Regions from separate parts of the Triticum aestivum genome. Here region 2 is linked to region 1. A link is a contact called in public Hi-C data. All regions are on one chromosome and are shown on one strand. Each heading gives the region's core, a stretch centred on a gene start, on an enhancer-like site or on the middle of the called end of the contact. The rest is flanking DNA. Distances are from core to core; before and after follow the strand shown. Region 1 holds the start of LOC123152532. Region 2 has its middle 12 kb from the start of LOC123150575.

Evidence for each region. A called contact is a pair of places that touch in the nucleus more often than the background predicts.
Region 2: a contact with region 1 is called in a Hi-C map of leaf, with 5 times the contacts expected there. The contact joins the enhancer-like site here to the promoter of LOC123152532 in region 1. A contact is called at or near these places in 2 of 5 Hi-C or Micro-C datasets (both in leaf).

What each region holds. Positions count from the first base shown.
Region 1 is chr7A:290,982,408-290,987,810 of IWGSC CS RefSeq v2.1, reverse strand. It overlaps LOC123152532, which reads left to right and starts at 2,120. Exons shown (of 2, transcript XM_044572058.1): 1 at 2,120-2,833. The coding sequence starts at 2,241.
Region 2 is chr7A:291,275,987-291,281,389 of IWGSC CS RefSeq v2.1, reverse strand. No RefSeq gene overlaps it. Among protein-coding and RNA genes, the nearest start is that of LOC123150575, 12 kb to the right of the region's middle. Within about 2 kb of position 3,264, at least 4 of the 8 cell types and tissues checked have an H3K27ac peak or open chromatin away from gene starts, as enhancers often do. A contact at or near this core is called in leaf, where this site is marked.

The sequences.
Region 1 (5,403 bases), core at 871-3,370:
GGTGCCGCACACGGCTAAGTGATTGTCGTGGGTTTGTGTGGTGCCCCCCCCCCCCCACACACACACACATATATATATATATATATATATATATAGAGAGAGAGAGAGAGATGGGGGGGTTGCAGCCAAGGGGTGGCCCAAGGTGGCCGGCCGGGCCCCTTGGGCGCCTACCCTTTGGCACCCCCTTCCTTGTTTGCCTGTGGGGGGAAGGCAGGAGGAGGTGGCACCCCCTTTCCTTCCTCTTATGTGGAGGGAAGGAAAGAGGGGCTAGCCCTCCCCCTGTCCGTCCATAGGGCCGTCGGCCAAGGGAAGGGGCATGCCAGCCCCTTGTGGGCTGGTGTGTTCCCCCTCTTGGCCCATAAGGCCCATTAACCTCCCGGGGCTTCCCAGAACCCCTTCCGGTGATCCGATGACTACCGATACACTCCGAAACCTTTCTGTGACCAAATAGCATCGTCTATATATCAATCTTTACCTCCGGACCATTTCGAAGCTCCTCGTCATGTCTGTGATCTCATCCGGGACTCCGAACAACATTCGGTCACCAAATCACATAACTCATATAATACTATATCGTCAACGAACATTAAGCATGCGGACCCTACGGGTTCGAGAATGATGTAGACATGACTGCGACGCCTCTCCGGTCAATAATCAATAGCGGAACCTGGATGCCCATATTGGTTCCTACATATTCCATGAAGATCTTTATCGGTCGAACCTTAGGACATCATACGTAATTCCCTTTGTCTGTCGGTATGTTACTTGCCCGAGATTCGATCGTCGGTATCTTCATACCTAGTTCAATCTCGTGACTGGCTAGTCTCTTTACTCGTTCTATAATACATCATCTCGTAACTAACTCATTAGTCACTTTGCTTGCAAGCTTCTTGTGATGTGCATTACCGAGAGGGCCAAGAGATACCTTTCCGATACACGGAGTGACAAATCCTAATCTCGATTTATGCCAACTCAACAGACACCTTCAGAGATATCTGTAGTGCATCTTTATGATCACCTAGTTATGTTGTGACATTTGATAGCACACAAGGAATTCCTCCGGTATCCGGGAGTTGCATGATCTCATAGTCGAAGACATATGTATTTGACATGAAGAAAGCAATAGCAATAAAACAGAACGATCATTACGCTAAGCTAACGGATGAGTCGTGTCCATCACATCATTCTCCTAATGATGTGACCCTATTATCAAGTGACAACACATGTCTACGGTTAGGAAACCTTAACCATCTTTGATCAACGAGCTAGTCTAATAGAGGCTCACTATGGACACAGTATTTTGTTTATGTATCCACACATGTATTTAAGTTTTAGATCAATACAATTCTAGCATGAATAATAAACCTTTATCATGAATAAGGGAATATAATAATAACAACTTTATTATTGCCTCTAGGGCATATTTCTATGAGGCTGCCCCCACCATGCCCCCAACAAGCTTCTATCAATTATGGGCTGATCCCCAAAAGGGGCCCCCACCGAAAAATAACTCCCCACGAAAAGGGGAATCTTGTCGCCCTGGCGGGAACATGGTGTTTTTCGCTCGCTTTCTCTCTCGCAAAATTCTGGAAGGTCCCGGAACATTTTCAGCACCCTCCAAAATCGTACGTATTCCGAAAATTTTCCGACTTGATGTTTTACTCCGAAACAATTTTGGAGGGTGCTGAAAATGTTCCGGGACCTTCCGGAAATGTTTCAGAGAGAAAACCGAGCCGGAGGGTGCTGAAAATGTTCCGGCTTGATGTTTTACTTCGAAAGCTTGATAAACATTTTAAACATTTTTTCAAATGCTTGATTAACATTTTTTCCATACACAGGAGAAACATTTTCTCTATACACATTTATTATTTTTCAAATACTTGGTTACCATTTGTTACAAATGTTTTTATGTAGATTTGTTTGTTAATATATTTATTTATAACGTTTGGAAGTGTATAAATAACAAAAGTAAAAGAGTAAAGCAGAAAACAAAAACTAAGAACGTGAAAAAGAAACAATAAAATGTGGCTGTGGCCTCCCGTGCGCTTGGGCCCGCCCAATGCCGCGAATGCTTGCTTGTGGGCATTTTTGGTCGCTACAGCCGAACCAAGCCCAATAGTCTCTCTTGTCCCGAGTCCTTCGCCTGAGCCGCTGAACCCGAACCGAACCATTTTCACTCTCTAAACCCTACGCCCTCCTCCGCCGCCGCATCCGGCCACCCTTCGCCGCCGCATCCGGCCATGGGTAGCAGGCTGGGCCGCCGCGTGCTCCACTTCGCCAACCTCCCCATCAAGCTCATGCTCCCCCCGGCCCCCCTGACCTCCGTCCAGGAGTTCGCTGTGAGGACCGTCCCCTCCGCCTCCAAGGTCGACATCCGCCGCTGCCTCGAGTCCGTCTACGGCTTCAACATCGCCGAAGTCCGCACCCTCAACATGGAGGGCAAGAAGCACCGCCGGGGACCCTTCCTCGCCGCCAAGCCAGACTACAAGAAGGCCTACGTCACTCTTCAGGCCCCGCTCTCCGTTTCCCCCGACATCTTCCCCATCGGCGCGATCCTCGGGGAGAGGGAGCGGAAGGCCAGCGCAGCCGCGGCGAGGAGGAAGGTTGTGGAAGGGGCAGAGGTCGAGGGGGAGAGGGAGGGGAAGGGGAAACATTGGATGGAGGACGAGAGGGAGGGCTTCTCCAGGGCTGGATGCGGCAAGATCGTGTATGGAAACCCTGGGAGGCTGGGGAACAAGAGGAGGGGACGTGCCGGGGCGAATGAGCAAGCTGACGAAAAGGGGGGAAACTTCCCGTGGAACGGGATGGGGCTGGCTACCGAGAAACCTGCTAGGTGAGGACTCTGGATCTCTCTATCTTTCTTGATCAAGTCATTATGCACAGCTCGTTTCAATAAGACAATGTACTATTATTCTGTCAGTGCGAAAGAGGAGAATTTCTAGGCTTTTCTACCGTCAGAGAACAATTCTGGTGCTTCGTTAGTCTAGAGGAAATCAGGATGGTAATGGTAGAGGCAGTGCCAAATGCCTGTGCACTTACTTCCTTACTATGTTGCGGTCATAGAGTTATGCACTCGGATGAGGTTTTCTAATTCATACTGTTGAGTAGTTATGCGCTACTCAAACTTCCGCAGCTTCTTCGATGATTTCGCCCTATGGCTCAACGGTATGATGAACAATCTAGCAGTACCTGGTGATTAGCTGCAGGAAGAAACCTCGGAGAAATTTCTCTGGGCTGTCTCGCCGCACTACTCACATGTCGCCCTCTACATAGACCCCGTTCGACCACTCTGCACTCTCCATCGAGGAGCTGACGAGATGGTTCAACACGGCAGAGGTATGACACAGGCTGGATGGATCTAGCCAGGGCGGCAACTGCCTAGTGCTAGCTGAGGAGCAGTAGGTTGTGCGATAGTATAGGTACAACCAAGGCGGGTTCTCTGGCAGCAGCAACACCTCAGGCAACAATAGCTCTTGCCGTGGTGGTGGTGGTGGTGGAGGGTGCTCCCGAGCTAAGTTCAGCGGCGGACGCAAAAGCCAAGGTCAGCCGAGAAGCGGCGGCCGCGAGAAGTGTCGCTATTGTGGAAAGCTAGGCCACTGGGCAAGTGATTGCCGCAAGAAGCAGGAGGAGGCTCACCTGGTGTAGGCCGACGAAGTCAACGCTGCTGCTGCTGCAGGAGTGCACAACACACCTTGCCACCACAGCGCAAAGTCCTGCCATGGTAGCGGAATCGCCCAAAGCATTGCAATGACAACATCCTTATCAGCAGTCATCGCGGTAGGAAATCCTGCCATGGCATGGCTTTTGCCCCGAAAGGCTGCAATGGTAGCAATCGTGCCCAATGTTGCCATTGCAGCAACTCCATTCCAGCTGCCATGGCAGAGTACGAGTGCGTCTTCCTCAATGAAGAGTGAGCTCGCATCAAGCTTCGGCATGCCTCTGGTGACGTTGATGTGCCCTGGTACCTTGACGCCGGTGTGTCAAACCAAATGACTGTCAACGCTTCTGTCTTCGTTGGACCACATGAAACAGTACGGTGATGGGCATGGTGAAGTTCGGCGAGGACTCCGTGGTGGAGGAATGTAGACAAGGCATTATCTTGTTCGCCGCGACGGGTAGCCACCACCGTGAATTAAAGAATGTGTATTGAATTTCCCGCCTGGAGAGCAACATCGTCAACATTGGGCAGTTTGACGAGATTGGATACTCGACGCACGTGGAGCATGACGGTGCACGGCCCGCAAAAGAACCTCCTCGCCAAGGTAAAGCGTCCCCTAAGCACATGTACACCATTCGTCTTTGACCAATGGGGAAGCTGGGATTGGCTGTGAGGAGCAGACCTACCCGCAAGCACATCCTTCGCACATCACCATCAAGTAAGTACTTGGCGCCTAGCACACCCTAGGAGACGCACCAGATGTCGCGGAGGACCAGGGAGAGGTGCCTGGCATGATAACAGATCCTGGCAGAACGTGTCATGTTATTAGAGCATCTCCAACAGCCGCGCTTCGCTCCGCGCGCTAAAAACTAGTTTGCCGTGCGCCGTTCGCCTGGTTTTGCGCGGCCGCTAGCGCTGGCTCCAACAGCGGCGCTAAAATGCAGCGCGCGCGCCGCTCCGGCGGCGCGCAAAAAATGCAGCGCGCGCGACTCGCACAAACAACATATACTCCCTTCGTTCCTAAATATTTGTCTACACTCTAAAATAAGTCTATATACATCCGTATGTGGTAGTCCATTTGAAATCTCTAAAAAGACAAATATTTAGGAACGGAGGGAGTACATTTCAAATAGAAGCAAAAATGATCAAACTAAACAAAAATAAATCAACAATAAATAGTTCAATTTCGTTATTACAACCCAAACAAATAGTTTATCGTTCAGTACAACAAATAGTGCAATAAACACAACAAATAGTTCATGAACAATACAATGTCGAACGCAGAAATCATGCTCTTTGTCGTCCATGCCATGCCCACCACTCAATGAGATCCTTCTGAAGATCATTGTGCGCTGCGGGACGCCGAATGGCATGATAGGAGGCAACAAAACGGGCCAACCTTTCAGCCCTCCGTCGCATTCGCACGGGATGTCCCAAGAGCTCATACTGTGAGTAGTCTAAATCTTGGCCACGCTCATTCTCGATGATCATGTTGTGCATGATCACACAAGCGTGCATGATGTACCAAAGCATTTTTTGATCCCAAAATCTAGCCGGTCCTCTCACAAGCAAATTGGGCTTGCAAAATCCCAAGAGCTCTCTCCACATCTTTTCTAGCCGCCGCTTGAGCATTGTGGAAATCAAGATTTTTCTTACCTTCCGGCTTTTTCAACGGCTTCACGAAGGTTTGCCACTTTGGATAGATGCCATCCGCTAGATAATAGCCATAGTTGTATGTACGACCA
Region 2 (5,403 bases), core at 2,015-4,514, 290 kb before region 1:
CTCGCTCCCCAACACCGGCTCTCCAGGCTGCTGCCCCGCTGCGTCGCACCCCCTCCCATGAGCCCAGGCGTGTTGTGGTGGTGTCGGACGCAGACCTGGCTTCTCTGTTCCAGGAGAGACATCCCGCCCTCCTCCCACCGCCTGATGCTCCTCCTCTCAGGAGGCCGGCGGCGAGATGCATGACGATGGCTGGCATGATAATCGGCTGCAGCAACGGTGGCTTTTCGTTGCAAAGAACCAGCGCGTGTCTAATGGCTGCTGGCAGGGCTGCGAGCAAGGCAAAGGCAGCGCCTGTGGCTAGAGCAGCCGAGGAGCTGGTTTGCCGTGGGCTAGGCATTACCAGAGACGGCCAGGACGCCACTCTGGAGATGCTGGATGCTTTCTCAGAGAGTTTCAAAGAGCAGCTGGCTCCAGATGTGATCATCGCTATGCGAGGCTTATTCAAGTTGGATGATGTTTAGGCAACAGGGATTGTGGAAGCTCTCATTTCCCATGGTGGTGCTAGAGCGCTGGACCAGGATGGCCAGCAGGCGGTTGCCTAGGCAGCTCAGAGATGCAGAGGGATTCCATTTTGGTTATGTTAGTACAACCAGCTTTCATCTTAAGGGGTTTTAGTCTCTGTCTAGGGTCGAGTCTGTGGATGCAATGTGCATCTGTATGTTGGCCATGTTAGCTGTGTACCCAAGGTGTGTCATGTATGGTACTTGTCAAAGTTGGGTCCAGTTTGGAACATGTTGTTTCTCATATGCATGCATGTTGCCTGAGTGCTACGGTCATTCCATTTGTGCATGGTTGCTGCCAGCTTACTAGGACTAGGGCTACGCTTGTTTCCTCATGATTGAACAAGCTATAAACACATTAAGTTGGAACGTCAGAGGGCTCAATTGTTCGGACCGCCGGCAACTGTTTGTGAAACCATTGCTGCCTCTTCTTGCCACATCATCTGTCTCCAGGATACGAAGCTGTCCAATGTTGACCAGTTCATGGCTACCTCTCTTGGTGGTTCCAGGTTTTGGAATTTCGCGCAAAAACCAGCCGAAGGAACTAGGGGTGGCATCCTTATCTTGTGGGATGACCACCTGGTTGAGCTGACTCACGTCGCCACTACCAACCACTGCATCTCTGCCATGGTCAGGATTCGGGAGACTGAGGTAGTATTCAAGCTTACATCCCTTTATGGGCCCACCGATGCCGCTAGCAAAGACGCTTTCTTTGCCGAGCTTGTTAGCCAAATCCCACCTCCCGGTGTTGCTTGGTTGGCCTCCGGGGACTTCAACCAAATATATCAGGCCAGAGATAAAAACAAGAGGAAATTCAACAGGAGTCGGATCATCCACTTTCGTAATGCCCTACAAAGTTGCGTCCTAAAGGAAATTCACCTTCAAAACCGGAGGTTCACTTGGAGTAACGAGAGGGTGAACCCAACCTTGTGCAAGCTCGACACTTTTTTCTGCAATGCTGAGTGGGACACCACCTTCAACACCCATGTGTTACATGCCCTCTCGTCTTCACTCTCCGACCATTGTCCCCTCCTGCTTGCCGACGTTAGGGGGCCTAGGAGGCCCAGAACCTTCAAATTTGAGAATTTTTTGGTATCCATGCCCGGATTCTATGATATTGTGCAAAAGGCTTGGGACGAGCCCATGGGGCACATGGAGCCGTGCCAAGTCTTGTTTCACAAGCTAAAAAAGACGGCCACCCGGTTGGCGGAATGGAGTAGAATGTCTATTCCCTAAAGCCAAGATCCAACTTCATTGTGACGCCCGGATAATTAGGCTACAGTAATCACACATTAATGATGCCACGTCACCTTGGTTACTGTTGTTAATCTCGCGATGGTTCAAAAACGATTCAAATTCAAATTTAAATAAAGGAAAACCTCAAAAGTTTTCAAATGTTAAAACCAAAATGTTCGGGTTGTGCCAGATAATGCATATGTGATTATGATGAAGAATCCACATTATTATATAATGTATAAATGTACTAAAATGATTTAAACGGTAGCCAAAAACATTATTTAAATGCCTTTGGTATTTTCTCAAATACTACACTATTTTATTTGGGGTTAAAACCTTTTGTGGTAGTGGGTTATTCTCGAACATTATTCTAGGAGCTATCATCATATTTTACTAAACCAAAATAAAATTAAACCAGTAAAAGGAAAATAAGGAAAAGTAAATTAAAAAGTCAAAGCAAGGTAAAAAAAGAAATAACAGCCCCCTATGGTCAACTGGACCTCAGCCCAGTCGGCCGGCCCAGCTGACCAGCCGGCCCACCCCGCGCCTGGCCTACATGCCCCCACCCACAGGAACCCTAGCGCACACCCCCCACTCACCCCGCACGACCCCCCCACTCTTTCCCACGTCTCTCTCCCTCCCTTCCCCGATCCAGATCGGGAACCGGGTGCTCACGCCCGCCCCTGATGCGTCCCCGGCGCCAACGCACTCTCTCCCAATGTCGCCGCCTGCTGCCGCCCCGGCCCCGTCGCCGGACCTCGCCGAACGCCTCGTCCTCGCCGCCCTCTCCCGGCCTGCTTCCTCACCCTCCGGCACCGTGCCCGTCTTCCCCGAGCTCCGCAGGACGTCGTGCTTGTCGCACCGACGCCAACCGCCGCCGCTGCATCACCGCCTCGTCCCACCACCACCTCGCGGACGCCATCTCTCTCTCGAAAGCCACCACGTCGAGCCACGCACCGCCTTGTTCTTCATCCGCCTCGTCGAGCTTCGCCGTCGATTCTGGCACCTCTGAGCCTTCCCCGAGCCCACTAAGCACATCTGCAGCCTCAATGTGAGCTCCGCCACTTCCCCGTTTATTCCCGAGCTCAGATTCAAGCTCGAGCACCCTCGCCGCCGTTTCATAGCTGTCGTCGTCGCCGCGACCGAAGCCGCAGTCGCCCTTTGCCTACGCCCATGGCCGCCGTCGCCCAGGCGCTCCCCTGCACCCTCCTCCTACGCAGCCTCCCTGGTCGCGGCTCCCCGTAGCTGCGCACGCCCACGCGCCGCCCGTGACCGCACTGCCCTGCTGCTGCGGCCCGCGCGCTACCTGCACCTCACCCTCGTCTACCTCTGTCGCCAGTCCCACCTCGCCCCTCTGCGCCCCCTCCGGCCACCGGTCCCCCCCCCCCCGCGGCTCCAGCTGCGCCATGGCCGCCGGCGCTCGCCCTCCTGGGCGCGTGGTTGTTCCCCGCCCCTGGTGGCCTCGGGCACGAGCGCCCGCAACCAGCGCCCGCCCCGTTAACCGCTGCCTGAATCCACTATGGCCCTTGTGCCTATGGCACATGGGGCCCGCCCCTGGAACATTAAAAAAGAGATTAAAAATAAATAAAATTAATTAATTAAACAATTAATTAATCTTAATTAATTAATTAAAGAATTAATTAAACTATTTAATCCTGATTAGATTAACCTAACCACTAATTAAATTAATAGACCCTGTTTAATTAACCTGCTAACTAAATGTGTCAATGACGAACGGGACCCACCTGTCAGGTTGACCAAGTCAACTGCTGACATCATGATGACGTCAGCAAACACTATTCTGGATAATGTTTGATTTAATTAATTAAATAGATCCTAAAAATGATTTAAATCTTTTAAAATTAATATAAAATAAACCTTAGCTCGGATGGAAAAACTTTGTACATGAAAGTTGCTCAGAACGATGAGATGAATCCGAATATGCGGCCTGTTCGTCCGCCACACATCCCTAGCATAGCGAACACGCAATTTTCTCCCTCCGGTTCATCTGTCCGAAAATGCGAAACATCGGGAATACTTTCCCGGATGTTTCCCCCCTTCACCGGTACCACCTCGTACCGCGTAAGGGCACCCCTAGCACCGATACTTGTCATGTCATGCATCACTATGCATCTGTTTGCTTAATATTTATTGTTTCTTCCCCCTCTTCTCTCGCTAGACACCGAGACCGACGCCGCTGCTACCCAGTACGACTACGGTGTTGACGACCCCTCTTTCTTGCTAGAGCAACCAGGCAAGCCCCCCCCTTTGATCACCAGATATCGCCTACTCTTCTCTCTACTCTTGCATTAGAGTAGTGTAGCAAGTTACTGCTTTCCGTTAATCCTATCATGATGCATAGCCTGTCCTTGCTACTACTGTTGTTACCTTTACCTGCAATCCTAATGCTTAGTATAGGATGCTAGTTTATCACCAGTAGCCTTACACTCTTGTCCATCTGCCATGCTATACTATCGGGCCGTGATCTCTCGGGAGGTGATCACGGGTATATACTATATACTTTATATATGATACATGTGATGACTAAAGTCGGGTTGGCTCGAGGAGTACCCGCGATTGATTCACGAATTGGGGGCTGGAAGGACATACTTTCCCAACAGCCCTCTGTGTGGATCTTTGTGGCGATGCGACAGGGCACGTTGAGACCACCTAGGAGAGAGGTGGGCCTGGCCCTGATCGGCGTTCGCGGTTATTTCAAGATAACACGTTTAACGAGATCTTGGTATTTGATCTAAGTCTGGCCACTGGCCTATACACACTAGCCATCTACGCGGGGACAGTTATGGGCACTCGGCGTCGTGGTATTAGCCGAAGCCTTCGTGATGTCAGCGACTGAGCGACGCGCGCCGGATTGGACTGGAACGCCTGCTAGGCTACGTCTGCTTCCGGCCGCCCTCGCAACGTGCAGGTGTGCAATGGGCGATGGGCCCAGACCCCTGTGCCATAGGATTTAGACCGGCGTGCTGACCTCTCTGTTGTGCCTAGGTAGGGCTGCGACGTGTTGATCTTCCGAGGCCGGGCATGACCTAGAAAAGTGTGTCCGGCCAAATGGGATCGAGCGTGTTGGGTTATGTGGTGCACCCCTGCAGGGAAGTTAATCTATTCGAATAGCTGTGATCTTCGGTAACAGGACGACTTGGAGTTGTACCTTGACCTTATGACAACTAGAACCGGATACTTAATAAAACACACCCTTCCAAGTGCCAGATACAACCGGTGATCGCTCTCTCACAGGGCGACGAGGGGAGGATCATCGGTTAGGATTATGATATGTGATGCTACTTGGTGAACTTGTCATCTACTCTCTTCTCCTGCTGCAAGATGGAGGTTACCAGAAGCGTAGTCTTCGAAAGAATTAGCTATCCTTCTCTTATTCCGGCATTCTGCAGTTCAGTCCACATATGATACCCTTATTCCATTTGAAACCAATGCATACATATGTAGTGTAGCTCCTTGCTTGCGAGTACTTTGGATGAGTACTCACGGTTTCTTTGCTCCCTCTTTTCCCCCTTTCTATACCCGTTTGTTGCGACCAGACATTGGAGCCCAGGAGCCAGACGCCACTGTCGACGATGACTACTACTACTCAGGAGGTGCCTACTACTACGTGCAGCCCGCTGACGACGACCAGGAGTAGTTTAGGAGG